Linked DNA regions of Mus musculus: regions 2, 3, 4, 5, 6 and 7 are each linked to region 1. Evidence: chromatin contacts called from public ChIA-PET, Hi-C and HiChIP or PLAC-seq data. All regions are on one chromosome and are shown on one strand. Each heading gives the region's core, a stretch centred on a gene start, on an enhancer-like site or on the middle of the called end of the contact. The rest is flanking DNA. Distances are from core to core; before and after follow the strand shown. Region 1 has its middle 8.0 kb from the start of Gm32126. Region 2 overlaps Lpp (LIM domain containing preferred translocation partner in lipoma). Region 3 overlaps Lpp (LIM domain containing preferred translocation partner in lipoma). Region 4 overlaps Lpp (LIM domain containing preferred translocation partner in lipoma). Region 5 overlaps Lpp (LIM domain containing preferred translocation partner in lipoma). Region 6 overlaps Lpp (LIM domain containing preferred translocation partner in lipoma). Region 7 overlaps Lpp (LIM domain containing preferred translocation partner in lipoma).

Region 1 (2,891 bases), core at 230-2,729:
CGGTGGGGGGGGGGATGTCACCTACTGCTCAGATTGGAGCATCCCCCTCCATGTGTCTCCTTTTAAAGATTCTATCACTTAACTTTGATAGCCCTTCACCAAGAATGCATGTTTCTTGGCATGCTTATGACTAGGAAGGAGTTGGCTGACCCTGATTCATAACTGCTCTTTCTTTAGTGGATAAAGGCAGCTGCATAATGCGATCCGTCCCCCATTTCTTTTGTTTGAGCTGCCAAGGATCTCAAACACATGCTACGTGCCTCATTAAAATTATTCTTATTGTGGATTTTCTTCTTCTAACTCTTCTCATCTTCCGGGACAAGGTCTTAATCTTCTCACTCTGCTTTTCTGATCAGGATACCCATTTTGGAAGTAAGGAGCATGTAGGTAAAAAAAAAAAAAAAAAAAAAGTGCAGACTGATCTGTCTTAGGAAAGAAAGGTGGGAAGATCAGTCCTCATTCTGGGGTGGTGGCTATACCTTCATTTGCAACACAGGTTAACCATTAATATTCAAAAGACTAATGATGAATCTTTGCATGGCGCTTTCCATCCATAAAACAAATACTTCCCCATGCATGATCTCATTTTGTAAGTAGCAATTGCACTGTACTGATGGGGTCAGGGAAGGTCAGAGAGATTAAGTGTCTAGCCAAAGGTCAAAAAGGACCTTGGACCTTCTACTGCTGAGCTGGGTTCTGTTGGTTCTTTCTCTCTGCACTCTGTCTCCCATTGACTTCTCTTTTAAGCCAGCACCTTCACCCTCCTCCTGGGCAAGATATTTTTGAACATGAAAACTAGAACCAAACAGATATGCTGTTTTAGTGGGCCTTTCCCGTCTTGAGACGGTCTGTAAAATGCCTGGAAACCACTTATGGCTGAGTGCAGGAGACCCGAGCTCCCTGCCACCTGCCCAGGGTTTCATGCTATAGTCTCTGATAAGCTTCTTCCTTCTCAATAAACTCTAAATAAGTGCAAATTACTTCTCCCTGTCCCTAACCCCTAACTATCATACAGAAGCTTGTTGGGACAGTCAAAGGGGAAAATGGCTGTTAATTGTTGAGGCTTTTTGGTGGGAAGGCACATGATAAGATCTCAGGGCCAGGCACTTCCACCAAGTGGCTCAGTTCTCTGGTTTCCTTTAACATGACAGTACAGTGCTGGGAGGCACTGCATTTGTGATTCTGTTTCCTTCCATCTCAGGTCACTTACCCACTGCCAAGTGCACCGTCAATGCTCTGGGGATGGCCCAGAAGAGCCACTGCCTCTAGAACCATGTGGAAGGACCTTGAAAGGCATGTGTACCAATGATGTTGTGTCTGATCCAGATTAGGCCAGACCCCATTCTGGTTTCCCATTAGGCCCCAGATCCTGCCCACAGTCTGGGGGGGGGGGGGCTGGAGAGGCTAATCTCAAAGGGCCAGATATGAGTCAGTTTCCACACTCAACACCAGGCGTGTGGCTTCCTGAAGCACAGACAAGGAAGTGCTGAATTTCAAAGAGCAAGGTTTTTTTTTTTTTTTTTTCTTTGCATACCATATCCGGAACTGAAACCACCGATTCATTTCACTTTAGATCTCATACTAACATTCAGATCGTCAATTATAGTCCAGAGATAAGATGCCGAGGCTTCATCAGCCCTGTCCTTGTCTCCCCTCACGCCCCCGTTTCTTTTGCTGTGTTATTGCAGGATTCTTCCCTTTCAACTTTTTCGCTTTCAGTGTAAACAGCACAGACTGTGGAAGGTGTGTTGGATATATATATATAATAATGAGTCAAATATCTAAATATCTCTTGAGAGCATGGCTAAGCTCAGAACTTCCCTCTTCCCTCAGTGGTCACCTCAGCTCTTTGTGAGTGTGGCTGTAGGTTCGGTTATCCCATGCCATACGATAAGTGGCTCGGTGAGAGTGACTGACACCTTGTTAGCTCGTGACAGCGGTTAAAAGATGAACGCTGCGGACAGATTCATGCAAAGTACCCTCAGGAGGAGAGAGGCCACTGAAAACAGACACATCCTCTGAGCTCTGCCTGCAGCATCAACCTGTTAGCAGGAAGAAGGATTCCTGCACTTACATAGCAAGTACAAACAACTTTCACATCCTTTCTCTCTCCTGATGCTTACCAGAACTTCTGAGATCAGTCATACAAGCCTTACCCTCCACACTTTAGAGATGACAGGACCCAGAGCTACTGAGAGTGGAAAGATGGGCCTGCGCAGTAACAGTGAGAAATCTACACCTCAGTGATATGGTTCCCAAGTCCAGTCTTCCGGTAACTTCCATCAAACCTTATGTATAATTCTTTAGTGCACTGTAGCCCACAATCTAAAGCTCTAGACATCTGTTGACCTTTTAAGTCTTAAGATCATGCAGGTCAAGGTTAATGGCTAATGGATAATTACATTTACACAACCCCTCTAGGCCTCAGTTTTCATTACTCTAAAGATGAAGAAATGCTATTAAATTTAGTGCTGCTTGCATTTCCAGCACTCTGTGCATGAGTAACTGCTGAATTCAAAGTATTTGCTCTGCAGCCTGAGTGCCCAGGATGGCAGTACTGTTAGGCAAAAACAGCCACCTGACTTCCATGGTAAAATAAGTAAGAGGAAAGCACCATTATCAATAAGACTTCATAGGTCTACGAGAGAGGGGACTACAGATATATATTAGTCCTCCAACTTGGTCCTAGACCATGAAAGATAAGCATCCTGTAGTGTTATTACGATGGGCAGTAGAGACATCCTTGATGATCCCATTGGTCTCTCAAGGGAGCAGGACAAATTCTGACAAAGGTTTTATGACCACCCCAGCCCTACAAATCCCCAACCCTACCCTCTGCTGGTGTTTCACATGCTAGGCCATGCAGTGTGGTCCTTCAAGCCCAGTCCCAC
Region 2 (3,168 bases), core at 405-2,904, 510 kb after region 1:
GAAGTTAAGCAACAAGAGCAACAGCAGCAGTAAAAACAGAACCGACAGGGCCATTAAAACTGAAGTCCTCTGCTGCTTGGTCACCAGGACCATAACCCCTGGACCACTCATGTTAGTCTGCTAGGTACAAGTTTTGCTATACCTTACATTAATAATTAGAATGGGCAAAACTTGACTATAGACAATCACATTATTTCACAGTTCACTTGAGTTTATATTAAATATGTATGTACAATTTCTACATTCACTATAGGGAGTATGCAGTAAAAAATAAGCTCATGATAAATTATTCAAAAAACAGGATGTAGGGCTGCAGCTATCTCCTACCTGGCCCAGTTGGGGAAAACCAATAGATAGGTAGTAAAACTGGGAGCAGAATTTGTGCAGTTGTGGTTCTCAGTACCTGGTCATTGTTGGTGAGGATGGCAAATACAGGATCAACAGAGCTACAACTCTCTTCGTTACCCATGGATGCACTGTGTGGAGGACCCGCTGTCGTGCAGGCTTCATGCTGTCCTTGAAGAGATTCTGCCTGGCATGGCCACTACTGGTCATCTTCAAATGGGTGGGATAGTTCGGCAAGATTCATTCAGCACAGTAATATTCACTTGCCAGTTTCTGAGTTATAAATTAAGATTTTTCTTGTTGCATTATTGTTTTTGTCTTTTGATGTTGGGTTGATTTTTATCCATAACGACTTTCAAATTTTTATTTCGTCTTTTCACACTGAGAATGTTCACGTTTTAGTATTGGGGCTGAGGGTGTCTCAGTAACTGGTAGAAGACTAACACATCCAATTCAACCTGCTGTCCTGTTTACTTTTATTGTTAATGTTCATGGACATGGTGGCTGTTTGGATCGCAGTTGCTCTGTTTTTGTGAGACAGGAAGCACCTGGGACATTTGTGAGTGCATGCGACTCTAGTCTACTTCTCAGAAGCATGCTCTTCTTCACCGTGTGGATCGTGTGGAATCTGTTCTGTGTTTTCTCCTGAGAACTGGAATCTTTACAGCACGGTGCTATGTGATAGAGATGTGGGATATGCTCCATCAGCCATGGTACAGCAGGGTCTACCTCTGGGTGGAGAGGTTATCTGTGAGTTTAGGAAGAGTTCTGATGAAGTTAGTGTAGTCCCAGAAGTTCAGTATTAGCTAAATATGGAGAGAGACTGTCCAATTTAAAAGTGGGGAGACGTCATCTTTTTCAAAGATAATAAATCTTCTTGCTTTCAATCCGAGGATCTCAAAGAGCATTTTGAGCTGAGTTATTTAGAAAGATGCCCGCACATTACATTTTAGCTTGGGTAAATATAGGGATGCATTAAAATTAAACTCTGGCTTTGAGGAGATTCTGCGATTCATTTCAAAGTATCTTCCTTCTGATTCTTAAAAATGGCAAAGTTACAGTTCATATTTATTGCATAGAATTAAAGATAAACAGAGAAAAGAGAAAGCAGCGTTTGTTGTGCCATGAGCTCTGGGTAACCTCTGGCAACATCTAGCCATGTAGAAAGCACCGTGCTGCAAGCACCCTTCGGAGCCTGGCCTTCGTCTCCTCTACTTGGTAATCTGCTGGTTCTTCCTCTCCTGCCCCCAGATATTCTGTGACTCACTCCCTTACTCCATTTACATTTTTGCCCAAATGCCACCCTGGTGAGGTATTTCTCAATCCTGTTCTTTAAAGCTGCAACACCCTGCTACCATCCCAGCTATTCCCCTTCCTTCCTCTGCCATTTCTCCTCGTATGTATTGCTACTTGACATTCAACTCATATTATCTGTTTATTTCTTAATCATTCTTTTTTACCTGCTCCAGTGCAGGTTTTACAGGGGGCAACATTTCCATTTGTTTTGTGCGTTTACCTGTTTGTACCTTTATATGGCAGAGCCTAGAGAAATGACTGGTGCACAGAGGGCACTGAGTAAATGATAGATGACAGAAACAGAAGACACCATCAGCTGGGTGGCTCTCCGGCTTTCCAGTGTGGGAGCAACTGCAGTCACTGTGTAAGCAGTGCTATACTGAGGAGCATTATTCAATTATTGAATGTGACTATTTCGTAATTAAAACCTATAAGTACAATTGAGGGTTTCATACCATTTGCCATATTTTGTAAAGGGACCTGCCTACTAGGATCACATACAGCTCTTTACCGGCTTATTTTCACATGATATTTCCAGTTGGTGGATGGTGTTTATAAATCCTCATATGATGATGTTGAATGTGTATTTTTGATCCATACATGTGTGAGGGAAAGAGCAAAGCAGGGTAATTCCCATCTCTATCACCTCAGACACATTTTCATTAGTTATCTTAACCCTAGTGTTTTCTTAAAAATAACACTGTCTGGTAGAGTTCTAAGTACAGTCCCAATTAGTAATTTAGTTAGTTAGGTGAAGAAAATGAAGATTGAAGGATAGAATATTAATTTTTCTAATATCTTGCCATGTTTGTTTACACGCCCACATTTTAGATTGCCCAGATAGCAACTGAAAGAACTTTAGTCAGTGTCACTTATCTCCTTATTCATGGTGAAGGTAGGTTCTTCAGGAGAGGGATTGGTGCTATTTTCATGACAATGAAGACAAGACAGCCAGCACTAGCCATGAATGGCCTTGAGAGTGAACATTCCCCAATGAGTTCTCACATAGGGAGAACATGAATTCAGGCTCTGCATATTAAGGGTTCTGTGACACTCAGTCTTTGTGTGGGTCTCTGACTATTCTTAGGTATTGTGCACATGTCACATCCTGTCCCCTCTCCATGTAACTTCATTTCACGAGCCACCACACTCTGTGAACCTTGCAAAATCTGGTGTGTTCTGTTATGTGGCGTTGAGAAGAGTCTTCCAGGCTACTAGTATCCTGCCAGACCTAGAAACCAGACACGGTATTAAGTCTGAAAGAAGAGATTCAAGAAAACACTGATGTATATACTTCTTTCTTGGACTGAGATTCACGAAACATAACGGTCCACACAGGGCACTGAGGGAGGAACATCACACGTTCAAGCCCAAAGATGGAGACCATGTTACAAAGAAGAGGGAGGGAGAGAGGGAAGACCGAGATTCACATAGGAGTATCTGGATCGATGAGCCTGGCAAACTCCCCTAGTCAGTTAAAAGACAGGAGCTGGATAGAGTGAGGAAAAGCTTCATTACTTAGAGAAG
Region 3 (2,910 bases), core at 28-2,527, 480 kb after region 1:
AGGGTTTTATGTACTGGAGGAGGTAGAGATGGTTGCACAGATTTTTCTCCTAGCCATACCCACTGATCTTGAACAATGGACACATGAGTTCAGGTGTAGTCTACTGACAGTTCCTGGTATATTATCCTGTGTGGGGCTGGGAGTGTATAGCTCAGTAGTAGAAGGTTTGCCAAACAACTGTTAAGGTGGTGGGTTCAAATCCTACCCTGCATAAATAAACCAAAGGAAAACCACACTACTTGTGTTCTTGTGTCTCACATAGTTTCATTGTGATATGTGATGGATCCTAAGTGAGGACATAGACAAAGGGTAGCTGAACGCATGTCCTTACAGTTGCTTCTGTCCCTGTGACAAACTGAGCCTCTCCTTCTTGTCATCACTGTTTTAATAATAGTAACATGACCTATAGTAAAGATTTTTTAGTATTAACCATGTTCTAGATATCATTCCTGATCCTCCTCTCTCAGTTGTCACGTTAATTTTAAGAAATTGTTTTGTTAGTGTCTTTCACTTGATGCTGATCTACCCTTGTCATGGCCACAGTGCTTTCTTCCCGATATGAGGCAAGGAAAGACAGGAGCCAGAGTGGAGTCTTGTAGGTGTCCATGTTCATGAGAGTCAACACAGTTCTGATCCTGAGGCTGAGATCAGAACTAGTGTTTGAGCTGTCATTGTGGAATCCTCCAGAAGCAGGATGAAAAGAGTTGCTATGGCAGGCAGCAGAGACTGGACTTCATTAGGGCTGTGACTTTCTCATCAGCTATTTGGTTCTTGAAGACAGGAGTCTGGCACACAGTTGGTATACATTGTTAATTTCAGGCTCAAAGGAACAAGTGGATGTTTGACTATTTCAAGAGAGTCTACTTAATTCTTCAGAAATTTTGTTCATCTGTAATCAGCCTAGAGTTTTCATGGAATTTCTGCTAATACAAAATCTTGTGTGATATTAAAACAGAGCTCTGGAACTGTGAAGATGTTAACACATTTCAAAATGTGTTGGTTTGATTTATTGTTTTCTTGTTCTGATAAAGATAGGGGACTACTCTTCTCTGTTTAGTGATTAAGTCACCCGCCACCTTTTTCTATTTTGGTCTTTGTGGTAATACATGTTTCCTGGAAAATTCCCCCCCCCCCCCCGTTCTATTAATACAGTAAAAGGGGGTTACGGCCGTGACTCACCCCAGGAAATCAGCCTTCGTTTGCTTCCTCAATCTCACAAACAGTGCAGTCCCCATGCACAAAATCAACAACTTCTGCAAATGGGTTACTTTATAGTTCTTAAGAAAGTTCTAGAAAATACAGTATTTGTGGTCGACTGTGTGCTTCCTGTGATGGTGGGGATTGTACAAAAGTTCAGGTTTTGCTTCTCAGTGTTCGTGAAATCCTTGCCACGCTAGATCAGTGATATGGTCTCTGGTAGGAGTTCTCTGACCTGCTGATGTTGAGCAAACATTCCAGGAACACATCCTTGCACAGTTACAGCTCAGGGCAGGGGCTTCAGCAGTTACTGTCTGGGGGTCAGAATTTCAGTGCACATGAGGTGTGTGCCAGCTTAGAGTCCCACTGTCACCCCTCTGCTCACTCGGCAATGACTGGATGGGGCCATCCACACATTAATTCTCTCCATGTGTCTTGGCGTCTCTGAGGTTTTGCTCAGTTCTCCTCATGAACTTGGGACCTGCTCTAAGGAAGCTTCCATTCCCATGACTGTGACTGCTATTACACAGTTACCTGTCATGTCCAAGGACTTCAGACTGTGAGCTCATCCTAAGGATGTCTAGCCTCAGCTGATGTGGATCAAGGCTGCGTAGAGTAAGCTTAGTCATTTTAATTCCATACGTTGTTCAACCCCAATTTTGTCTAGAAATTCATTCTTTTAAAAACAGAAATGGAGTTTAACCATGTGTTTTCTGTAGGATTTGTATTTTCCACTTTGCCTTATAATTTATATTCTTCCTTAGCTGATTTTTTAGGTATCTGACTGTGAATTTTTTCTGAATTATAAATGTCTTCCTTTTGACATTACTCTTCACTGCCTTTCTATTTTCCTGGTACAGTATGGGATAAATAGTAGCTGTTCACTGTTTGAGAAATGCTAACTATGTGGTTATTTGACCAGTGAGTGAACTTCTCTGGATCTCTGGTGTAGGAAAGGGTAGAGGAACAGTTCCTGCTTATTTTGAAGGCTAGGTATTATATTTAAAAACTCTTTTAATAGTGCCTGGTACTTAGTAAGCACTTACTAAATGTTATCATAAATAAATGATCTTTCTGCTACTTATAAAGTAGCCACATAGCATTTCCTTCTAGGATTTTCTTCCAGTCTTTTATGATGGATAAAGAAGAGCCATACAGTCTAGGAGTTCCTGTCAGCTTTCTTTATATAGGAAACCAGATGTAAATATGCTGTTTCAGTTACATACATCTCATATTTTTATATGATTGCTGACAAAACATTAAGTAAGAATTATGCTATCATATTCCCTAGATATCAATTCATGCTCTCATTAAAGTCAGACATTTATCTGGTACTGCTGACTGCTGTTCTTACCCGCAGTAATGTTAAGTACTGTCACCATTTAATGGTCTTGCCTGACCTTTGGGCATTAGTGCCAATCCTTTCTTCATTCTGTCCATGAAAACAACAACTTAGACATCCCATTCCTTCCTCCCTGTGTCTTCTTCTAGCTTAGAAACCTTTGTTTAATAGAGGGCTTGAAAACTTGCTGCAACAGAAAAAGATTGTAATAAGAAATTCTTTCTTCCATCCTTCCAAGTCGAAGCATGTGTTTATATGCCTTTTCATATGTCACACATTTAGGTGCATATACTTTTATATGTGTAATTTTCAGAATTTTCCTGTTATACGTTGAACAGTTGCCTTTGTGATTGCTGCTGCAAAGAACTCAG
Region 4 (2,911 bases), core at 398-2,897, 390 kb after region 1:
TGTATGTACCAGTAGGCCCAGCTGTGCAAAGATCATTATTTGATTGTTGCCAGCTCAAACAATTAAGTATTTTACTAATTAGTAGAAATGAGAATTTTACAATGATCAATTTTTCTGATGGTGATGGGGGCAATGTTGGCTTTTCACATCCATTTATTTATTTATTTCAAAAACTATTTAACTATCTACTTTCAGTGAATCATTGAAATGCTTTTAGTTTTTATGAGAAAAGCAAAGCCTAAGTTGACACTGTGTGATGCTCTATCCCCCCTGCTCTCTGCCTGAGGGCATTTTCACTGGTCTGGAGGTGGTTTGAGTGTGTTCCGCCACATTTCCCTGTTGGTGCTGATGAGTTGTAGACACAGAACAGTATGTACCTCCCTAGCTTTCTCTCATGTTACTAACTCACATGAGTAAGGTTTGCTTATTGGAGCTCAGAAATTGACATGGGGAAGCATGACTATTGTGACTACAAATTTTGTTCTTATTCACTAGTGCATTTTGTGCAATAGGATTCAATTAGGAATTTTCTTCTGTACTTTCTCCTCATGTCTTTAACTTAGTACAGACTTTTCCCATGTTTTATGACCTTTATACATGAAAAGTGCCTTGTTTCAAGGCCTGGCACATCATAGAATCTACTGATTATTGTTTGCTTAATGCTTTCTCATGATTAGATGAGTTGTCTATTTTTGAGTAAAAGATTTTTTTTTTTTATTGTTTCATGTCAGTGAGTCTATGGGTTCAATGAGACCTATGACTGGTGGTATTAACCTTAGGGGTGACCATGTTTGCTTTGTTTTATTTTATAGTAAAGTGAAAGACTCTTGTACTGTTAACATTTTGACACCTTTGCAAATTATGGGCTAGTGTTCATACTGACTCATAATGGAGAGCCAAGACTCAGAAGCACATGGCTTCCCAACATCAAAAGCACATGGCTTGCCAACCTTAATAGAGTATATGATTCATATCTAAAAAGCATGTTGAAGCTTTGTGCTTATGGCCTCAATCCTGAGCCCATTTGATGGATGAGATCAATTTTAGTCTTGAGTTTGTGTGCACCTACTTAGTAAATAACACAGGGACTGGAGTCTGGTAAAAAAAACAAAAAACAAAAAACAAAAAACAAAAAACAAAAAAAAAAGAGTCTCCAGTGGAAAGGCATATAGTAGAGAATATAAGAAGTAGTGAAAGGCATCTCTCTTTCACACTGACTTCTGCAACTATCAACTCCTTGGTATTTATGGCTTAATGGATGTCCACCATTCATCCCATGGAACAGGAAGACATGATGGAGGGTGATGGAGAGAATGCTGTTTGGACAAGGGCATAGAAATTTCTTTATTCAGGGTCCCCAGATAAAATGGATAAAAGAGGTTTTCACAATGCTTTAAGTATCTTTATGCATTGAGCCTTCATAATGTTGTTGAACTTTTCCTACTTGGTGCTGTTTTCCAAGGATGCACAGAGGCTTGGCAAGAAGAAAGAGTAGCGATTAGAGCTAGATCAATAACATGGTTTCAAGCCACAAAAGGCCTCAGGGTAAAAACCCAAGTCTCAAGCACGATGCTATCTGCATCTGTGGGTTGACTGCCTCTTCGTCTCTACCCCTTGGTCTTGTTTGCTTTCCTCATCTTTTCATGTGGCATGGAACAATTTTGTAACCATGACAATTTGCCATCACAATGCCTTGCAGGCTTTTGGTCCTAAGGTGTACAATGAGAGAAACTATGTCTGAATTGTGAGAACAATTATAAAATTTATCTCTTCATCTTCAACAGATGCTGTGCTCTGCTTGTAGGCTGGGACGGGGCAGGCAGTAGAGAGTTGGAGATGTGTTGTCCAGTGTAACAGCCACTGTTGCCATTGCTCTTCTCGAGTCCTTGAAACCTGGCTAGTGCTACGTGTTTAAAGGATGATATTTTGGATATATTTTTGAAGTAAAATTTTAACATTTTTAAAAGTTACTAGAGATTTCAAAATCATGGGTATGGCTTGTGCTCTGTGTCTGTTGAACAGTGTTTGGTCCGAGCCTGGGGAGAATTACAGAGAACAGGAAAGTGACCTGTGTTCTTATTCTGAGTTCTAATAATATTGGCATTGGAAGGGAAAGCTCCAACAGTCATAATTTTCATTAAAAATATTCTGATTTAGGAGAATTGGCTGCTTTCATATTATTGCTTGGACTGGAGAAGAATCTGGCATTTGGTATTTTCATAATTGAGAACATAACTTGCTGACTTAAAAAAAAATCACAACATTTTGTGCTTGGCCACAGGATCAGATTTTGGCTTTTTGAAAGAAGAGACTGAGACTTTTCTCTTGCTAATATCCTCGGCACTGCCCAGAAGTCCACACATGCATTCAAGGTATCCAGCTGGGTTGTTGATAAACTAAAATACTTTGAAAAGGAGAATATTTTGTGAAGCTACCCCATATTTGCTGGGAAAGAGAAGGTAACTCATTTTTCAAAAGACAGCTACCAAAAATAAAGAACATAGATGCAAGTGTTTCTTTACTTCTTGATTTAATTACTATTCTCATCAGGTGTCCCTGTCAACCCAGCTCCTGATAAAGAGTCTTTCAAAATACAGAGCCTCCCACCCCTCCGTGGGAAGGAGAAAGAAAAGGATGCTGCGTGCACATGTAAGCTCTCACCTCTGCTCAGACGTTCTATCTAAAGCCTCCAGTCTAGATTATCCTCGGTTCTCCCGTGTTGTGAGCCTTTCATGTACCTATCTGTCGGAGGATGTAGGGCAATAGTGGAAGAACCAGCTTCATCTCAGACGAAACCGATGTTTCGATGGCTGGCCTCGAACTCAGAAATCCACCTGTCTCTGCCTCCCAAGTGCTGGGATTAAAGGCGTGCGCCACCACCATCCGGCTGTTATTTTATTTTTATTATACT
Region 5 (2,808 bases), core at 230-2,729, 280 kb after region 1:
AAAGTCATAATTCCACCCAACGCTAGATGGGAGAAGTCGTCAGTTTACTGATGGGACTTAAGTGTACCTGCTTTCCTCTCCCTGCACCACGAGAAAGCTCGCCAAACCTTAGACCTGGAGCTTCCTGCCAGCTTGTAGGTATCACTTCCACAGTCTCCTAGTCTCCAGGGATTGTTCACTGTTTACTCTTGTCAGTGGCTTCCTGAATCTGCTAATAGTTTCTGAGATTTTAGAGCCTTGTACGTTTCCCTGAGTCTTGTGAGTCCTTGGTTTTCCTGAGTTTTAAGAACTTCTGTTTTCCTTCCAGTAGGGAATGTTTCAATTTGGAGGAAGTAGCGGTATGACTTCTCCTTTTTCCAATAAGGGAAAAAAAAAAAAAAAAACCCAAGACAACCAGGCTTACCTTAACCAGCAAGGGTACTGCACATACCACAACATCTCCTTTTATCTAAACGCCATTGTCTTATTTTCTAGACTATCACTGGGGTAGCCTTCTGGCAATCTTGAGTTGTATCATCACTTTTTCAAAGGAAGATTATGCTAAAGTAGTGTTCACTAACTTTTTCTTAAACCGGGTTTTATTAAGCAGCTTCATCTGCTGCTCACTTCTGCTTACTTAACTTACAGTTCTCATGGAATCTATATTGTCCCTTCTCCCGCCACACTGTGTGGATGGGTGTGTTGCTGCTTGCACATTGTTGGATAGCGGTTGTTGATGATTAAGCACACTGTTATGGACATCTCTATGCTGAGATCCTCTGTCTTTGCTTTATTTCATGAAGGTGCCATTATGTCTGGGTACCACCCTAATGCACAGTGCTTGTGCTGGGTTGTAGTGGGTGATGTGGCACCTCTTATTTAAGGATTCTGTTTTTGAAAGGGGCAGTAGGATCTGGAAGAAAGACAGCATCTCTTGGTGGCCTCAAGAACATACATATGACATATTGTTCTTGGTGTTGCCTAGAAGTTCATGTGCTAGGAATTAGGCCCAGAATATTCTTTCCCCCTCGGTTTTGTGGTCAATTGCATCACATCGACACCTCTAACTGGATCACCACCGGTAATTACTAGAATTCTTTCCCACTGACTTCTGAAAACATGAGAGTCTTTCTTAAAAAGCAAAGAGGAATTCTCCTCAGAACACTCTACACAGTTTAGAACTGCTTATGTACTTGGTATAGCAGGAAGGGACTTAAGGACTGGCAAGCTATTAGAGAAAATGGATTGCTGTTAAGAAAGCTATAGGCCCAGGAAGCATCATGTTTTCGTATATTAAGGAGGCTTAGTGTTCTGTTACATATGAAATGTAGTCAGGCAACTTTTACAGTTTGGTTACCAAAGATATCTGAATGACTTCACTGTAGAAAGATGTGACTGTGTTAACTCATTAATGAACATTGAACATGCACCACTGGACGTATACCCCATTGCACTGTGGGAAAACTCAGAGCTTAGTGACTCACAGTCTAGTAACTCTGGATACTGGGCGATAATGCTGCATTGGAGGTGCTGATGAGACACACGGAGCTGAAGTCTAATTGCTTGCAGATGGTGTGGTCCAACATGAGAGGAAGGGCCAGGGTGGGAGAGGTACTCACTCAGGGTTAGTGGGAGGAGCAGAGCCAGCGCTGGACCTCAGGTGGCTCTGTCTCTATTCTCTCTTCCCATACCACCTCTCCCAACAGTAAAACGGGCAGTATACTTTCTCCATGCGAACTGTACTTTATGAAGATGGAAATTGGGCAAATGTTTCACTAATGGAGAGGGATGGCCTCAGAGGACTTTAATCTGAGACACAAGGAATTGTTTCCTAGATGAGAGGAAGTGGCAGGGCTCTTTCTTGATTGCTGTTGTTTTTAATCTTGGGACATTTGAGGCTTACTTTTGACCAAGGCACCTGTACTTTCTGGATCACACACTTGACAGCCGAGAAATAAGATGGTGACGTTTGGTAGTCTGCTGGTGACTCCTCTGCTCTGATTTTTACTGCTTTGTGGCTCTGCATTAGGTCCCATGTCCAAGATAACCTGGAGGTAAAAAGTAAGCAAAAGAGAGCTCGCTGAGTCAGGAGCAGGGCACCTGCCTTAGTCTGGCTGGGAAGTAGGTCAGCGCTAGGCAGACAGGAGACTGTGGCTAACTCCAGCTGTGAGCTCTGCCCTCTGTAGACACCTGCCTCAGAAAGGCAGGATGGAGTGATGGTGGGAAGCGGAGAAGGGCAGACTTGTGGCAGGCAGGGAGTGGATTGCTGGAAGGAGCCCTTTGGGGATGCTGGGGGCCTGGTAGAGAAAGGGAGAGGCAGATTGTACTGAGGAATGCTCTTACGTGGACTTGGGTTCATGGGATCTTGCTTCTCTCGATTGCCGTGGGGCCCTGGATGTTAAAGAGAATGAGGCTCAGACAGCAGAGATCTGGTTATTTGTGTTTCCTCGACTTAGGTAATGGAGGAGGGGATTGATGTTGGCTTGAGAGGATTGTGCCCTGCTCTAGTCTAGGATCTGGGCAGAATGAGGGCAGCTAGAGCCCAGAGCTTCACAGTGCTTCAAGTTTATGGGTACCGATAGATAGGAACCAGGTAAAGAAATACATATTTCAGTTATAGTGAGCATCCTAAGCCAGAGGGAGCAGCAGTTTTAGGAGCCAGGTAGTGACAGCAGCATGTTGTGTTTTCACTTTCTGCTCTGAGATAGTGCATGGAGATGCACTGGGCTGCAGAAGCCATGGAGCTCAGTGCTGAGATGTTTGGATTACAGTTTATCCTGGACCATGAGATGCGCCAACCGTGTGGCCTGAGCAAGTCACCTCCCTGCC
Region 6 (3,242 bases), core at 404-2,903, 450 kb after region 1:
ATATGTTCAGAGTATATATAAAATGTATGAACTTATCATAATGAAATCCAGTGTTTGTATAATCAATAATGCTAACAAGAATCTTACAGCAGGGGTTTGGTAATTCTAGCAAGGCACTGACATTTTCATGGGGAGGCCAGTCTCAGAAAAACCTTCATGGTTTAAACAGGAATGCATTGTTTAAGTCTTAATGCTTGTTCAAATAAAGAGTCTGTTGGTGATAGACATGAATGTTCAACTGAGTCCGCCATGCACTTTTGCTGTCTCAGCTGCAGCTTGTCAGTTCCTACACCATTAAATTAGTGAGTATTAATTTCTGTTCTCCCCCTTAATCTCATCAGCTTGCTGAGCACACATTGACAGAGCAGTTACTGAGGAGCTATGCAAATTAGAGATTAATGTGAACGTTTTATACCACTTACTCTCCTCTCTGGAGTCAGAACGTCTATACAAAGAGTCTTGGCCTATGTCTTAGTGGTCTAGTGCTAGCTTGCCAAACACTAGAACCTTTGAATCCCCACCAGTGCAAGGTAAATAATCAGGGAGATCCCACACAAGCTTAGCTTGGAGGTCGTTTTAGAACCCACAATTTGATGCTTATAGCACCAGATGTTGCATAAGGCCATATAGCAGGTGGTTGGTCTTCAGTAATCTTAGAAATGCTTATAGAATTGCATGTTAATTTGGAGAAAAGAAAAAGGGAAATCTGATCAAATATCAGTTCTTTCTGTTCACAAATACCAGTGAGTTGGCATTTATATACGCAAGCTAAGGCTTCCTCAGCATCCGCTGGCCCTCAGGTCTCCTTCCTCGACAGGGAAGGGGCCGATCATCAGTTTGCTCCTTTGAATACCTTGCCTTCTCTATGGCTGGGATGTGTTGAATATTGTCTTCATCAGCCTATGATTGTGGAGTATGAGAGAAAGAATGTTTTATAATCACTGCAATCCTTGGTAAGTATGGAGGTGCCAAGATTCCAAACCACTCATTTCACAAAGATAGAGGACAGCAAAGAAAACACATTCAAGCTTTTTTTAGGTTTGCAATTTGTTAGCGGGTTATCTTAATCAATCTGTGTAACTCCTTAGAACCTTACTTTGTGTGTACGTATGTGTGTGTGTGTGTGTGTGTGTGTGTGTGTGTGTGTGTGTGTTTGTTGGGGTTATGGGTCTAGGTATTGAATTCAAGGCCTTGCAACTACAATTCAAATGTTCTGCCACTGAAGTCGTTCCCTGACCCCAGGCTTATGTTCTTGATTTTGACCTGCAGGTCATGGTAATAGATCCCCAGATAGCAGTGTGATGAGTCCGTGGGCATTACAACAATCTCGTCACAAACAGTCAGACAGCCCTCAGGAAACACTTGGTATTTCTTGTTAATCTGTGGCTTTGCTGTTCCTATAATTGCTGGGGAGAGATGACAGCGAGCCTTAGAGAATATGATCAGTGAAACCATGTCGGCTCACTGTACTTGCTTTGCATGTAGCCCAGACCTTGGAGGGATGGGGCGGGGCACAGTCTCTAACTTTTTAGCAGCAGGCGTGTTGCTGGGATCAGGGCTGTTTCTTCTGCTTGCTATCTCTGGGTGCTGTGGCTTCATTTTCAGTGTCAGGAGAGGACTGGGGAAGGATCCTCTCTTTCACTTCTTGCTTCAGAGGTTCTAAGCCTAGAGTGAAACTTACCTCAGGGCAGAGGAAGTAAGACCAGGGTTGGAAGGTACAGCAAAGCCCACTCTTACCCTGCCTGCTTGTACTTTCACTGGGCCTGTCTCTGAGAAGCTAAGGAGGGGTCTTGACTGGTTTTTGTCAGTTCATGCATTTCTCAGACTCTTTTATCAGAAACAAGTTTAAGATTTAGACGTAGAAAACAACCATAAACCATAGGAGTGGTTTTGTAATTTACAGATGTTCAGTTGTCCAACTTTAGATATATATATTTTTGTGTTAAAAGTCACTCTAATTTAACTGAGATTCAAATTAGGGCCAGAGGGACTCCATGTTCATACTGTTGGATTTATTATTTTCTTGGATCCATCTTGCATGAACTAATATCCCTATGTCCCTCAATATGCTTTGATTTGTTTCACTTTTCTTCTCTCTCTCCCTTCGTCCTTCCCTCCCTCCCTCCCTTCCTCCCCTTTCCTCCTTCCTTCGTCCTTCCCTCTACCCTTTATTCTCTCCCTGTCCATCCTTATGTCTATAAGTGTATATGTGTGTTGGGTTAGGTAAGAGGAGAACTTTCGGGTGTCAGTTTCCCTCTTTGAGGCAGTATCATTTTTTTCCCCACTGTGAGGAATATCTTAGATCTCCTGGGGACAATGCTGTCCCTATCTGCCATCTCACTGTAGTAACACTGAGATCACAGTCACACACTATCGTTTCCTGGCTTATGTGTAGTCTGGGAATTTGAACTTGGGTCCTTACATGTGCATGGCAAGTACATTTCCCACTGAGCCATCCCCTCAGCCCCTGTGTTGTTAATTCTTGTCATTGTTCTCCCTCATGTTATATTTCACAACTGCATAGCCTTCTAAGTCCCGATGGGAGCTGCCTCTCCCAGCCTGCACTAGTTCTTTGACAGCTCCTCCAGTTTCTCAGTATAGCATCTTTTCTAGGCTACTCTCCTTCCTTGCATTTAGATGAATGTAACTCCCCCAGACTATACTTTTTGAGTGAAGGAGGGGAATCTAATTCATCTAGAGAACTAGTAACAGACATATAAGTTTATTTGATCCTTAAGTTAATAAGTGTTTTCATTGAGTTCTTATCATGAACTAGACCTTGGCGTTATAATATGGTAAGGAGTTGTGTTCTCCAGGATTGGGGAGTTTACTTTGGGGAGCATGCATGTAGCTGATCACCTGACCATTGTGTGCAGCAGGGTAATGTGCTGGTGTTGAGCAGGGTTTGCAGCTGAGCAAAGGATTAAAAGCATCCTTTACATCCTGAAGACCTAGCTGGAAGTAATCCCCAGGACATAAAGGATGCATTATGGATAAGAAATTATTTGTAACTAAGGGATAGCTTGTGAGAATGGGTAAAATCTTGTGCAGAAAATGAATTTTCTGGAAGATATAAATGCTATCACATTATCTTAGAAGTATTATCACAACAGCTATTAGAAATAGCTTTTAGTATCTGTTATTAAATAAAGTAGCATCGCATATAGAAGTATTTTTATTGAATTACGATGAACCTTTAAAGATCAGATTATTCAGGGTCATTATTAAGTTAGGTGAGATTG
Region 7 (2,867 bases), core at 53-2,552, 360 kb after region 1:
TTGTGATAGAGCTGAGCCATTGTAGACCTGCAGCATGTTGTAGTATTGTGTAGGGCAAGGAAGGCAGGGCTACTTTCTAGTCAGCCCCACATGCGTGTTTGCATAGCTGTTCCTAAGTGTGTGTGAGTAACGGGGCCAGTGGCTTCAGGGACTTACCCAAGGCCAGAAAGCTAGGAAAAAGCTTTCATTTGACTAAAGAGTTCAGTCTGGTAATGACTATGAGTGACAGAAACGGGCAGCAGGAACAGGGAGGGAGAGGGCCTCTGCCCCATTTCCTGCACCCCAGGCAGCTAGTGAGTAGGAGTTCTAAGTTTCAGTATTTGATAGCATCACCTCCTCTGCTTTCCCAGAAACTATTCCTCGAAGTATGAATTGAGTTGTTCCTCTGTGGGGAGCTGTCTCAGTTCAGAGCTGACTTTCTGCTCTGGTTGTTTACTGCAACAGGGCAACAACTGGTAATTTAGAGGGAGGATAATCAAATGGAAAAAATAAAACCGAGCACACTAAATGAAGCAAAACCCCAGTGCTGTGCAGCCGGGGGCCTGGGTGTGGGTCTCAGGACCTGTGGGAATTGGACAAGTACATTTATTTCCTGTAACTTGGAGGAGAATGGTTTCCATGTGAAAGATTGTTCTGACAGTGTTTTGCACACTTAGTGTGGATCATAGGGTAACGAAATGGAGGAGATCATGGACTTGAATTCTCTTCTCCTATGTGAATTGTAGAAATAAAGAACTGACCAGCACGTGGAAGTTGTGGATATATATCTATAAAATGTGGCAGGGACCTCATAGTCCCCCTTTGTTCAAGATCTGTGTGTATCTGAGCTCCAGCATGTATGCATACATGCCTGGACATACATGGAAGTTGTTTTAGATTGTGGTGGTTGAAGCTACTCACCCAGTGAGCATCTACCCCAGGGGCTCTCCTCTGCCCTTTGCAAAGGCCGGCTGCCAGTATTCTCTGATTATTATTATTATTATTATTACTTAATAAGCTCAGCTGTGCCTGCATGAGGGAGTCAGCTGGAGAGACCCGTGAGCTTTATTGAGCTCTTTTTATTGGTGGAACTTCTCCCATGCTTGCTGCTTGTGGCCACAAGGACTCACTGGTCAGAAGAGGAAGGGGAGAGAGTATCTGGGGCAGAGGACATAGCTTCTTGCTATGAACCTGCTTTTCCTGGGCGTAGATCTTTCACAGAGGAAGACAGAGGTTTCAGGGCTGTTTAGCTCCTGTGTCCTTGAGACTGTTGTGAGAAATCTCTGATTGGTGCTGCTTCAGATGTGAGGCTCTCTTCCCCGCCCCATGTGTGGCTGTGACTTGTGTCTTGGCTATTCAGGTTTGAATGAGTCAACACACTGTGACCCTGTGGTGTGCTTCGCAGCACACTAAAATCAGTCAGAAGGCAAGGCTGCCTGTCCTGACCCTAGTGCCCACTCACTGCGCATGGGTGAGAGCCTCTGGTCACTTCTAGAGTGCGCCTTCTCTATGATGGGGTTGATGTGGAAATCAAGAAGAAACATTTTTGTTTAAAAGTAATATTGGACCCTTTAGATCTCAGGCCATTTGAAATAGGTACCTAGGGGCCATTAAGATGACTCAGCAGTTAAAGATGGAGGATCAAGCCTAGTGACTTGAGTGTGAGCCTTAGAATCCACATGGTAGATGGAGAAAACAAACTCTCAGAAGTTGACTTCTAAGACTTATGCACTGACATACATGTCTTGCTTTTTCACACACAAAATTGGAAGCAAAAAAAAAAAAAAAACAACAAAAAAAAAACAAACTTATATCCTTGGTTCCTCCTTGAATAAATAAATGTGCTGATCCTAAAAAAGAAAATCAGTCTAAACTTGAGGGCAATTGGAAAGTGTGCCTCTTTGTACTTGGTGCTTGCGGTACCTGAATTTAGGCTGGTACCATAATGGGGATATTTGGTTGAAAGAGAACCATGTAAGTTAGAGCTGAAGATATTCAGCTTTCCGCTCTCTTTAATCTACCATGGTTCCTATATTTTCCTTGCCATTGATCCATGACCTTGAGAGCTCCATTTTAAAAACAATCTCTCTCTCTCTCCCCACACGCATGCGCACATACACACACACACACACAAATACACATGTATGCTAGAGCACATATGTGGATGTTGGAGGAGAGAGAGAGAGAGAGAGGGAGAGAGAGAGAGAGAGAGAGAGAGAGAGAGAATATGAGTTTGTTCTGCTGTGTGAGTCTTGGGGATTGAAGCCTGTGGTCAGGTTTGGTGACCAGTGCCTTTACCAGCTGAGCCATATCTTTGGCCCTTGACCCAATTTTTAATGCAACACATGGATATGTGTTTCTCACAGAGACATAGTTACTGGGTGGCAGAAGGTTCCTATTTGACACGTGGAGGTCTAGCAAGGTCACACGTTGGGGAAATAGCAAAGTCAAGACTAGAAGCCAACTCTTTAATACTCTGTTCTCTGCTCTTTCTAACACATCACTCCTTCCTGTCAGGTGGAGAGAGAACCAGATGGTTTGACAAATGGCTCTTGTTGCTGTCAAATCTGCCTCTTTCTGCTCTGACAGACAGTTCTTACCTTCCCTCTGTGGGGAGGGGGGTGTGATAATGGGAAGGGGAGGACGTGGGGGAAGGAAGACAATCCCCATGATGTTTCTGTGGCAAGAAGCAAGACAAAGGTAATGAGGAGTCGTCACCTTGAGTTTCAGCACACAGAGGACTAGGAATGGTGGGCCGTGTTTGGAGACATTGATTTCATATCTATCTATCTTTAAAAATCATGTTTAGGATACCATATCCATAAATACTAATAAGACTGTCTGATTCCAATTTCCAGGTGAGATTAGCATTTTATTGAGTATTTTAT

The links. HiChIP or PLAC-seq counts read pairs in DNA pulled down with a chosen protein or histone mark. Hi-C and Micro-C count contacts between places; a contact is called where the count stands out from the background. ChIA-PET counts read pairs in DNA pulled down with a chosen protein or histone mark.
Region 2: a Hi-C map of double positive thymocytes shows a contact between it and region 1, with 1.6 times the contacts expected there. The contact joins two enhancer-like sites. A contact is called at or near these places in 1 of 484 Hi-C or Micro-C datasets (double positive thymocytes) and 3 of 115 datasets of contacts at active chromatin or transcription factors (bone marrow-derived macrophages, large pre-B cells and memory CD8 T cells).
Region 3: a contact with region 1 is called in an RNA polymerase II ChIA-PET map of memory CD8 T cells, with 98 read pairs. The contact joins two enhancer-like sites. A contact is called at or near these places in 1 of 15 datasets of contacts at CTCF or cohesin (large pre-B cells), 11 of 484 Hi-C or Micro-C datasets (B cells, CD4 T cells, LSK cells and 6 more) and 9 of 115 datasets of contacts at active chromatin or transcription factors (CD8 T cells, bone marrow-derived macrophages, effector CD8 T cells and 5 more).
Region 4: a Hi-C map of CD8 T cells shows a contact between it and region 1, with 2.8 times the contacts expected there. The contact joins two enhancer-like sites. A contact is called at or near these places in 2 of 484 Hi-C or Micro-C datasets (B cells and CD8 T cells) and 2 of 115 datasets of contacts at active chromatin or transcription factors (CD8 T cells and bone marrow-derived macrophages).
Region 5: a CTCF HiChIP or PLAC-seq map of CD8 T cells shows a contact between it and region 1, with 7 read pairs. The contact joins two enhancer-like sites. A contact is called at or near these places in 1 of 15 datasets of contacts at CTCF or cohesin (CD8 T cells) and 2 of 115 datasets of contacts at active chromatin or transcription factors (CD8 T cells and pancreatic cancer cells).
Region 6: a BATF HiChIP or PLAC-seq map of CD8 T cells shows a contact between it and region 1, with 8 read pairs. The contact joins two enhancer-like sites. A contact is called at or near these places in 2 of 484 Hi-C or Micro-C datasets (bone marrow-derived macrophages and nephron progenitors) and 1 of 115 datasets of contacts at active chromatin or transcription factors (CD8 T cells).
Region 7: a contact with region 1 is called in an RNA polymerase II ChIA-PET map of memory CD8 T cells, with 57 read pairs. The contact joins two enhancer-like sites. A contact is called at or near these places in 1 of 15 datasets of contacts at CTCF or cohesin (CD8 T cells), 4 of 484 Hi-C or Micro-C datasets (B cells, the N1E-115 cell line, Th1 cells and 1 more) and 6 of 115 datasets of contacts at active chromatin or transcription factors (CD8 T cells, bone marrow-derived macrophages, effector CD8 T cells and 3 more).

What each region holds. Positions count from the first base shown.
Region 1 is chr16:24,150,067-24,152,957 of GRCm38.p6, forward strand. No RefSeq gene overlaps it. Among named protein-coding and RNA genes, the nearest start is that of Gm32126, 8.0 kb to the right of the region's middle. Within about 2 kb of position 1,480, at least 134 of the 459 cell types and tissues checked have an H3K27ac peak or open chromatin away from gene starts, as enhancers often do. A contact at or near this core is called in B cells, CD8 T cells, Th1 cells and 9 more, where this site is marked.
Region 2 is chr16:24,655,332-24,658,499 of GRCm38.p6, forward strand. All of the region lies in intron 5 of Lpp (LIM domain containing preferred translocation partner in lipoma), which reads left to right. Among named protein-coding and RNA genes, the nearest start is that of Mir28a, 170 kb to the right of the region's middle. Within about 2 kb of position 1,655, at least 10 of the 459 cell types and tissues checked have an H3K27ac peak or open chromatin away from gene starts, as enhancers often do. A contact at or near this core is called in bone marrow-derived macrophages and double positive thymocytes, where this site is marked.
Region 3 is chr16:24,628,239-24,631,148 of GRCm38.p6, forward strand. The region is part of intron 5 of Lpp (LIM domain containing preferred translocation partner in lipoma); the gene reads left to right. Among named protein-coding and RNA genes, the nearest start is that of Mir28a, 200 kb to the right of the region's middle. Within about 2 kb of position 1,278, at least 111 of the 459 cell types and tissues checked have an H3K27ac peak or open chromatin away from gene starts, as enhancers often do. A contact at or near this core is called in B cells, CD8 T cells, Th1 cells and 7 more, where this site is marked.
Region 4 is chr16:24,537,569-24,540,479 of GRCm38.p6, forward strand. All of the region lies in intron 3 of Lpp (LIM domain containing preferred translocation partner in lipoma), which reads left to right. Among named protein-coding and RNA genes, the nearest start is that of Gm24440, 130 kb to the left of the region's middle. Within about 2 kb of position 1,648, at least 19 of the 459 cell types and tissues checked have an H3K27ac peak or open chromatin away from gene starts, as enhancers often do. A contact at or near this core is called in CD8 T cells, where this site is marked.
Region 5 is chr16:24,426,787-24,429,594 of GRCm38.p6, forward strand. The region is part of intron 1 of Lpp (LIM domain containing preferred translocation partner in lipoma); the gene reads left to right. Among named protein-coding and RNA genes, the nearest start is that of Gm24440, 22 kb to the left of the region's middle. Within about 2 kb of position 1,480, at least 54 of the 459 cell types and tissues checked have an H3K27ac peak or open chromatin away from gene starts, as enhancers often do. A contact at or near this core is called in CD8 T cells and pancreatic cancer cells, where this site is marked.
Region 6 is chr16:24,601,943-24,605,184 of GRCm38.p6, forward strand. The region is part of intron 4 of Lpp (LIM domain containing preferred translocation partner in lipoma); the gene reads left to right. Among named protein-coding and RNA genes, the nearest start is that of Gm24440, 200 kb to the left of the region's middle. Within about 2 kb of position 1,654, at least 38 of the 459 cell types and tissues checked have an H3K27ac peak or open chromatin away from gene starts, as enhancers often do. A contact at or near this core is called in CD8 T cells and bone marrow-derived macrophages, where this site is marked.
Region 7 is chr16:24,506,754-24,509,620 of GRCm38.p6, forward strand. All of the region lies in intron 3 of Lpp (LIM domain containing preferred translocation partner in lipoma), which reads left to right. Among named protein-coding and RNA genes, the nearest start is that of Gm24440, 100 kb to the left of the region's middle. Within about 2 kb of position 1,303, at least 56 of the 459 cell types and tissues checked have an H3K27ac peak or open chromatin away from gene starts, as enhancers often do. A contact at or near this core is called in CD8 T cells, Th1 cells, memory CD8 T cells and 2 more, where this site is marked.